Linked DNA regions of Sus scrofa: all the other regions are linked to region 2. A link is a contact called in public Hi-C and promoter capture Hi-C data. All regions are on one chromosome and are shown on one strand. The core of a region is the stretch at or near the end of the contact, and the rest is flanking DNA. Distances in the headings are between cores, read along the strand shown. Region 1 overlaps METTL8 (methyltransferase-like protein 8). Region 2 has its middle 37 kb from the start of GORASP2. Region 3 holds the start of METTL8 (methyltransferase-like protein 8).

Region 1 (3,039 bases), core at 263-2,762, 380 kb after region 2:
TGCTCAGTGGGTTAACAATCCGCCGTTGCCATGAGCTGTGGTGTAGGTTGCAGACGCGGCTCGGATCCCGCGTTGCTGTGGCTCTGGTGTAGGCCGGAGGCTACAGCTCCGATTCGACCCCTAGCCTGGGAACCTCCATATGCCGCGGGAGCGGCCCAAGAAATAGCAAAAAACCAAAAAAAAAAAAAAAAAAAAAGTTAAATATAAAATTACCACATGACTCCACAATTCCATTCCTAGGTATATTTCTTAAAGAGTTGAAAACAAGGACTTAAATAAGTACATGTACACACGTGTTCACAGCAGCTCTATTTACAAGAGCCAAAAGGCAGAAATTGCTTAAATGTCCATCAGTGAATGAATGGATAAACCAACTCTGGTATATATACACAATGGAATATTATTCTGTCATAAAAAGGAATGAAGCATTGATACATGTGTAATGCGGATGGGCTGCCTAGATTTTAGGCTAATTGAAAGAAGCCAGACCCAAGAGATCATACATTGCATGATCTCATTTATACAAAATATCCAGAAGAGGTGACTCTGTAGACACAAAACACAGATTAGTAATTGCCAGGGCTCAGAACTGTACATGAGTATAAACTGCTTAACAGGTAAGGGATTTTGCTTTAGAGTGATAAAAATGTTTTTGAATGAGTTAGAGATGCTGCTTACACAATGTTGTGAATGAAACTAATGTCACCGAATCGTTCACCTTAAAATGGTTAACTTTATGTGAAATTCATTTAAACTATTAAGAATTAAGAGCCCATAGGCAGATGTAAATACTAGCAATACAAATATCCAGATACTTGAGGGCAAATATTATTCAGGATATTAGAAATTTAAAAAAGGGTATTTTTATTTCTTCTCATAAAAATTTTGAAAAAAGGTTCATATATAAATAGTTTTTACTGACTAAACTAGAAGCTAAAGGGAAAGTGAACTATAGACAGTTCTAACGTCTCTGAGAGAAAACATGTGTGCCTTTAAAGAAATATCTTAAAGAATCAAAATTCAGCACAAGAAAACATTATTCTTTATATAAAGGAGGAAATGAAAGAAGAGAGGACTTTTTTTTGGTCTCTTTAGGGCCAAACCCACCCGCATATGGAGGTTTCCAGGCTAGGGGTCAAATTGGAGTTGCAGCCGCTGGCCTATGCCACAGCCACAGCAATACCAGATCTGAGCCGCGTGTGCAACGTACATCACAGCGCACAGCAACACCTGATCCTTAACCCACTGAGTAAGGTCAGGGATCGAACCTGCGTCTCCATGGATACTAGTCAGATTCATTTCCGCCGAGCCATGACGGGAACCCTGAGAGAACTTTTGGACAGAACTTTGGACCTGAATTAAGGGGAAAGTAAACCTGTCCTCTGGTTTTCAGTTTAACTTACATGTCTCCTCCTCAAGCCAAAAAAAAAAGGAGGGGGTGGAGGTAAGGGGGGTGGGGACGCAGGAACGTGATGTGAAGCAATTACATGATGTGAAGCAATTTCCTCCCTCCTCCTTTGGAGGAAATTATTGTTATGATTATTAGAGTGTGTCTTTGAAGTGAGTTCACTGGAGATATCCTGGCACAGGCAGGATAACCTCTTGGAGGGTACGTTATGGAGGAGGATGGATTAAGAGAACAGATCAAGGTTTTTCAAATGGATCAACCGACCCCTAAAGGTCCTCTAAGCTGCTGGAGTGAGGGAGGGGTGGGAGAGGAAAAGGGAGGTAGAGCTGTTGACACCTTAAGCCTCCAGGCCCACTTCACTCAGAGTAGGGTTTTTTTTTAACCTTTTAAATATTGTGATTGTAATGTTAAGACTTCACTTATGAGAAAATTCTGCTCCTAAGGAAAAGCTTGGAAGTTCCTGGTGTGGCTCAGAGGGTTAAGAACCTGACTAGCATCCATGAGGATGTAGATTTGATCCTCACTCAGTGGGTTAAGGATCTGTTGTTGCCTCGAGCTGCGGCACAGGTCACAGATGTGGCTTGGATTTGGCATTACTGTGGCTATGGCGTAGGCCTGTAGCTGCAGCTCCAACTGGACCCCTCGCCTGGAAACTTCTGTATGCCATGGGTGCAGTCCTTAAAAAAATAAAGTTTGAAAACCACTGGACTGGCTCAAGGATTCCTAAACCCGGCTACTCAACAGGTTTACTCAAAGAGCTTTTTCAAATGACAAACTCCTGGGCCATACTTCTAGACCTAGTGAAATAATAACCTTCCAAGGGATTCTTGGGCAGCAGCCCTAACCACAGTGTTTGAGAGGCACTGAGCCAGATGACCCCTGCCTCCCTGAAAGCCTATGACGACAGAACTTAAACGTGCAGGCAGGAACCTTGGGCAAAAGAACTGGTGGTAGCAGATGGAAAAAGAGATGCAGAAACTAACTCTTTAGAGTCTAATGACAAAGAAACAAAAAATAAACAACAACAACAACAACAACAACAAAACCCTGGCAAATGAGGAGCTTGCCTAGGATCAGAAGTTCTTCTGGAGGTTTAACTGCTTGGCATTTGTCTCATAGCCTATTATAACTGTCCAAATTAATGATGATAGGTAAAATGGTTTAATTCAGCAACCTTCAAGAAAGTCTAATGTCAACCACACATGTAATTTAAAATTTTCTAGGAGCCACGTCAAAAAAAGTGAAAATAAATTAATTTTAATAATACATTTTATTTACTTCAATATATGAAAAATGATTTTTAACATTTAATTAAGTTCAAAAACTATTAATGATATATTTTACCTCTTATTTGTATTAAGTCTTCAAAAGATTATAGCACATCTCAATTAAACTAACAAGGTTTCAAGTGCTTAATAATCACATGGGGCTAGTGGCCACCGTATCATATAGTGTAGGACCAATTCATAAAAGGTCAATCTATTTCCTTTTAAAATTGAAATTATGTTGCAGCAAAAACACAAGAAGTCCATGAATCACCTTCCAAGCTTTAGAGGCACTGCTCTCAAAAATAGTCAGTGAAGAATTTTGTCTGCAGATATCATACCCAACCTTACATCTTCAGCCCTCCC
Region 2 (2,933 bases), core at 263-2,762:
AACGGCTTCCTTTCCCTCCACTCTATGGCCTCCCATCCTGGTGAGAAGAAAGCCGCCTACCCTTGCCCAGCTCTGGCCAGGCCAGCCTGGTTTGAGACTGGAACTAGTAAGTCTGTCTGGGTTTGCAGGAGAAAGCATATCTTCAAGGAACACTTGAATTAGGGTGGGTGGGGTTGTAGGAACTTATTCTTTATACACTTGTGTGTTGATAGACTTTGTAAAAACATATTTGAATTACTTTTTAACCCACGAAAACAATAGGGCTATTTTCATGTAGGGGAGAAGTAGGAGACTTAGCCAGGACTGCTGAGCCTGGAGTGGAGGGGCTTGCCATCTCTGGCGGCATTTAAAAGCTCTCTACTAAGAGATCCCTAACACTGGCCCTAGATTAGAATTATCAGTGACGTTTGCCTTTGTAGACTTACACTGTGATCATCTGCAGTGTTAGTAAACTGTCACTTTGGCCAGAAACTGAACCTCTGTGGTTCAGACACCTATCCTGAGCAGAAAGACGCAGAGACAGGATGGCAGGAGAAACACATTGTCTCTAGGGGCTGTCCTGGCATTTAGATCTCAGGAAATGTTAGGTACATGAAGTATACACAGTTCTAACATTGTTTCACTTGAGGTTGTCAGCTGAGCAACCTGTGTGTTTTGGGTGGTGGGGAACATAAATGTGAGAGCAAACTCCGTCTGTCTTATTGAATAAAAGCAAGAGGAGACAGGTTACTATTGCCTCAGTCCAGGAGCTCAAGCTCATTCTGATTTTAATAAAGCATTTACCCTCCTTGGTGTCTGCCAAGTGTTTGTTTTTCCTTTCCTGGAATGACCAGAACTAAAAAGGGCATGAAACCTCAGAGTCAGAGAAATCTGTCTTTCCAAATTGAGATCTCTGCTAGGAAAATGCTGTCACCTGAGATGAAAACTCAACCCACTGGGGCTTCCAGGTCCTCTACATGAAGGTTGACTGTGGACATGGAAAGGGGCAGAAGAGAAAGAGGAGGGGTCCCTGGGCAGACACTGAGGGATGTTGGTGTGTTGTACCTGAAGGAAATTGTTTTCTAATTTTATTACATATATGTGCATTTTAACATGCATTGGAAAAATAGAGCTGCTTCCTAGGACAAGGCTAAAATAGCTTCCTTTACAAATAAACTTTGGTGAGAAAAAGGAATCAATTTACAGAGAAGTGCTGCATTGATAGCAGGCACCAGGAACCAAGCTGAGTGAGTTTTTCTATTAATTCTCCCTGGCCTCCCGGCAGGTGGTACTGATCGCTCCATTTACCAGAAAAGAAACCTCCTCCAGTTTATACAGCGGGGAACTTTGGGGTAGGACCTGACTCCTAGTAGGTCGGTCCACACCCAGGTCTCAGTTCTGTCTCCACACACCGGCTGGCCACAGCGCCGAACATTGGCTTTTGCCCCGGGATTTCTGTTTAATTCACCGCCACGTGGAGCGGGAGCCAGTCCACAGTACGCGCCTCTGCCGGCAGGTGGCGCCGCGAACCTGGAAAAGCCGCGCCCCGTTGGAGGCCACGGGGTCTCCGGGCCGGCCTCGCAGGGCCCTGGGGCGGGGCTGGGGAGTCGCGGGAGGGGCCCCAAGGATGGGGGTGACTGTTGTTTTTTTTTCGAAAAGGGCTCCTGGAATTGGTCCTGTGCTTCCCTTTTATGGCAGACAAGTTTAGCTGAGTGGGGATGCAGAAAAGCCTGGGTGCATTCACCAAAAGGAGCTCTTTTTCAACACAATTTTAAAGTAAATATATCAACCTGAAGATTAAGATAAAAAGGAAAAGCCCTACGGGTGTCTGTAAACTCCTCAGATATGGCAAGAAACATCAGAAGTCTGAGAACCTGGTGGGGAGAGGCAGGGTCTTGCTCCCCCCATTCCCCAACCCCAGGCTTCCCCCTGAGGTTAGAGCCTGGATGTGGGGGCGCACCTCCCATGGCCCAACAACCCTCCGTGGGCTGGCTGGACTCGGGGCCTCTCTCATCCTCCCCACAGCTCCATGAGGAGAACCTTCCTGCTTTGCAGGCCCAGGAGCATCTAGAGGGACAGCTAGGTTTGGGCCCATGTGATCTCAATCCAAAGACATTCACCCCACTACTTATAATGAGTAATTTAGTACCCACGTGATGATAGTAAGGGACAGAAATGGGATGACTTCCACCGGAGGAAGTCCGAGAAGACTTCCGGGGGAGGTGACGTCAGGGCTTTGAAGGATACATAGAGGTTCTCTGGCGAAGTGGAACGTCACTGTGGGCAGAAGCAACAGCATCCGCCAATGGCATGAAGGTATGTGGCCCATAGTGTGTCCTGGGACCGCACATTGCTCCGAGTGGCTGGGGCGGGAATGGTGACGTCTGGCGTGGCAGCAGTTGCAACTTGGGGGCTGGGGCGGGAGGGTGCTTGGATGCCATGCCAGGGAGCTCAAGTTGTGCCTTAATGAAGAGCTGATGAAAGCTTTTCTGTTTTGTTTTTAGAAGGGAGTAGGTTTGCCCTTGACAAAGATCAGTGGTTTGAAAAACAGTGGTTTTAGCCAGCAGATAGCCTTTTGAAAATAAAATATGTGGAGCATAGACTTAAAAACCAAAAAGCAAGGTGGAGCTGCTGGCAGCTTCCCTCTGAGCAGGAGAGAAAGGTCGTTAGCAGGCGTCCCGCAGAGTGCATGTGGTGGGGGGAAACTTTAGGATCTCATCTTATCTCGAAAGAGACTTAAAACCCAAAGAAGCACCATGATGCCCTGTCTCCCACCTTCCAATCCCCCTCATTCCCAAGTCCAGCACCCTGCTCTCTGTGTGACTGGGGAGTCTATAGAGGTCTGGGGAGAGCCAAGAGCCCAGAGGAGTGAGGTTTCTTCTTCGTCTGCAGCTCCTTTCCACCTGGGCGCAGGAAAGCAATCCACAGACCAGTGCTTCTCCACCCTGGTGCTT
Region 3 (3,112 bases), core at 366-2,865, 430 kb after region 2:
CAAAGTACAGTGAAGATTGTTTTAGAGCATTATAGGTCCAGCAAAAACAGTCTCATTGGTAACAATGAACAAGCAATCATCAGAATTTATGTGTATTATAGTTTTGCTTCATTTAACATATAATTGAGCATTATAGCTGTACAAAAGATACAACATAAGGAGTTTATATACAGTTTCATATTTGCATATATTTAACATACTGATCATATTTTAAGTTAATCCTGGGTATCTACGTGGGTTTGAGAAATTCTGCTCTGGGTGATTGGGAGCCACGTAAAAGCTTTAATAGGGAAATGACAGATTTGTGCTTTAGAAAAATCGTTCTGGCAGCAGAGTGGAGGGCTGGAATTGAAAGTATTTAAGTAAGGCAGAAAGGAGGCTATTTAACATAATAATGTGATAAAATGGTGAGGCCCTAAATTATGCTGGGGTATGAAGAGGAGACAGATATCAAAATCAAAAGTACTTGGTTGAGGATGAGGGAAAAGATGGCTGTCCCTTGGGTGACTTGGGGCTTGGAAGGTGAGATAAAGACCACTGGAAGACAAATAAGTGGGGGTGAAGGGGAAGATGAAAAAAGATTATGAGTTCAATTCAGCAATGATTTGAATTTCATTTCAGCCAAAGAAAATCCCGTTATCTTTTCTGGGTCCCAGTTTTCTCAGCGACAGCTGCATTCATGAATTAGCAAATTAACTATTATAGCGCTCTCTAAAAATATACAAAGCACTCCACAGTATGCTGTAAATAAGATATGAAAAATCAGCAAAAGCCTAGGCCCTAAAGGAAATTCAGCAGGGTTAAAAAGAGATATGACAAATTTTTCCTAAACACTTAACCCAACACACTCACCCAGGGTTGTACTTTTTGCTCTGTCAGATGGAGTTGCTGCCTTGCCTACCTCTGAACAAGAGGCCACGTGGGAAATGCAAAGACACCACCCTCAAGGGACTCACAAGCAGAGCAATAGGACAAGTCTGGTGCAAGATTGCTGAAAATGCAGTGTAGTGGGAACTCTGACCTACAGGCAGGGATAGTCACAAAGTCATCTTTTACTTAAGAGCAATCAAACTGGAATGCCTCGGGCAGTTCAATAATAATGTAAATATGTGATATTTCATTCCCGATAAGGAGGGAGTAAAATGTGAAAGGAAAATGCAGCAATTATTGCAAAACCTGCCCGCGTCTCTGAGGGCCACAGCAGGGCAGACCTCTGGTAAAGGGTAATTCAACTCCAGTTTGGCGGGAATGCCAGCATCTTCACCACTAACTCATAACACAAAAGCAGTGTTTACTGATCCCAAATGTTTAACTATACATCTCATCCAAAACGTTCACAGTACACTGAAGGGAAAGCCGAGGGCGTACCTTTCTTTAGCACATGATGCTGCCTCGGGGGGAAGGGATCGCACACGACACAATGCCCCTCTCGGCGTCCCGCCAGAGCCTCCCAAAGCAAGAGTCCAGGGGTTCAGAGGCTTGGGGGTACCGGGCGGCAAGAAACGAACCCCTGGGCGAAGGGCGTATTCTAAGAAACCGAGACCAGGAGGCGGCAGTACAGAGCCACCAGGCCCTCCCCCGGCGCCGCGTGCAGACCCGGAAAAGCGCGCCAGGCCTACAGCGCAGACTCAGCCCAGCCCCAGGAGGAGGGGCGGGGCGGGGCTGTGGTGGGTTGAAGGCGGGGCCAGGGCAAGGGCTCGCTGCCCGCTGCCTGATGGGGATTGTAGTTCTGGGAACAGGCCAGGCTCCCTCAGCGTGTACTGGGAACTACATTTCCCGGTGAGGGAACGGCTCCATCCGACCGCGCGTTACGCAGGCGTCGCGCTGTCGGCAGCCGGGTCCCGAGCCCTAGAGCGTTGGAGGGGCCGACGGAGAAGGGAGTTGCTTTTCCTTCCCACTTCTCCACTCACGGGCAGCACCGGCTCTGCCTCCCCTCGCCCCACCGCCCTGCGCCCACTGCCAGGCTCCCGGTGTCACCTTTTCCTGGGCCCCTCAGGGAGTTGGGGCCTGGAGGTTCGGCGGTAGGGGCCCTTGCTCTGCGCGGGAGTGAGGGGCGCGCCCCTCTTGGGCCCGGACAACTCCGCGATTGGCCCGCGCCTCCATGGGGCCAAGTCAGAAGCCCAACGTGTGCTGCCGGCTAAGTCGCCGGGCGCTGGGCTTCTTCTCGCGCGACGCGGGCGTGGTGCAGAGGACCAACCTGGGCATCCTGCGGGCGCTGGTGTGCCAGGTGACCACCCGCCACCGGGAGCCGGACCTGGGGCAGCGGGGCGACGGGGCGACGGGGAGGTCAAGCCTTCTTGCTGGGGTGCAGTTTTTCTGCAGGACAGCCCGTTTTTAAGATCTCACATGATGGTCAGGGTGATCCAGGCCTTGAAGCGGGGGGATTAGTAAATAACCATTAAAACGGAACCGCCGCATGCTTTTAGTTTTAACCTTCGTATATCTTCTTAGAAACAGTTTTTCTAAAATCGATCACTCCACTTAAGCCAAAACGCGAGGGCAGATTGAGGAAGCATTGAACATAATGTTTTCTAAAAAGTACATGAAATTACTTTGCAAACTGTCAATTTAACCATCCAACTTAAAATTGGTGCAGAGTGGAAGCTTATGAGTTATTTCCTAAACTGAAGTTCCTTGTGTCTTTCAGGAAAGTACTAAATTTAAGAATGTTTGGACGACTCATTCCAAGTCACCTATAGCCTATGAGAGAGGAAGAATATATTTTGATAATTATCGATGCTGTGTCAGCAGGTATCTGGTGAAAATTTTTGTTGTAATTCATTTGACTGTTGATCTGAACTCTAATATTTATGGAAACACTTATGCCTACATTAGTGCTTGTGAAATAAGAGAATGGAAAAATGGGTCCAAAAATAAGAGTAGGGGATAAAATGTGTGTAACTTAAAAATCTTGTTAAACCTAAAGCTTGAGGTTTCATTTTCATTTTATTGGTATTCGCTATAATACCAATTTATAGCGAATTCATGTTGCAGGCAAAATGATAGCTTGCTGGGTACAATGTAGTATTTTATGCTGCTTAAAAGATAGAGTCAAGAGATACAGGTATCTAATAATTAGATGCTTATTTATTTATTTACTTATTTATTGTCT

What was found. Promoter capture Hi-C pulls out the DNA fragments that hold promoters and counts their contacts. Hi-C and Micro-C count contacts between places; a contact is called where the count stands out from the background.
Region 1: a Hi-C map of liver shows a contact between it and region 2, with 1.9 times the contacts expected there. The contact joins two enhancer-like sites. A contact is called at or near these places in 2 of 47 Hi-C or Micro-C datasets (liver and mesenteric adipose tissue).
Region 3: a promoter capture Hi-C map of liver shows a contact between it and region 2, with 18 times the contacts expected there. The contact joins the promoter of METTL8 here to the enhancer-like site in region 2. A contact is called at or near these places in 3 of 5 promoter capture datasets (fetal liver, fetal skeletal muscle and liver), 23 of 47 Hi-C or Micro-C datasets (adipocytes, alveolar macrophages, blood and 16 more) and 2 of 2 datasets of contacts at active chromatin or transcription factors (alveolar macrophages and skeletal muscle).

What each region holds. Positions count from the first base shown.
Region 1 is chr15:77,517,684-77,520,722 of Sscrofa11.1, forward strand. All of the region lies in intron 4 of METTL8 (methyltransferase-like protein 8), which reads right to left. Among named protein-coding and RNA genes, the nearest start is that of METTL8, 45 kb to the right of the region's middle. Within about 2 kb of position 1,513, at least 3 of the 83 cell types and tissues checked have an H3K27ac peak or open chromatin away from gene starts, as enhancers often do. A contact at or near this core is called in liver, where this site is marked.
Region 2 is chr15:77,135,174-77,138,106 of Sscrofa11.1, forward strand. No RefSeq gene overlaps it. Among named protein-coding and RNA genes, the nearest start is that of GORASP2, 37 kb to the left of the region's middle. Within about 2 kb of position 1,513, at least 19 of the 83 cell types and tissues checked have an H3K27ac peak or open chromatin away from gene starts, as enhancers often do. A contact at or near this core is called in fetal liver, liver, retroperitoneal adipose tissue and 2 more, where this site is marked.
Region 3 is chr15:77,562,877-77,565,988 of Sscrofa11.1, forward strand. METTL8 (methyltransferase-like protein 8) reads right to left here and starts at 1,616. Exons shown (of 12, transcript XM_001925591.5): 1 at 1,369-1,616. It overlaps DCAF17 (DDB1- and CUL4-associated factor 17), which reads left to right and starts at 1,753. Exons shown (of 12, transcript XM_021076469.1): 1 at 1,753-2,227; 2 at 2,648-2,751. The coding sequence starts at 2,102.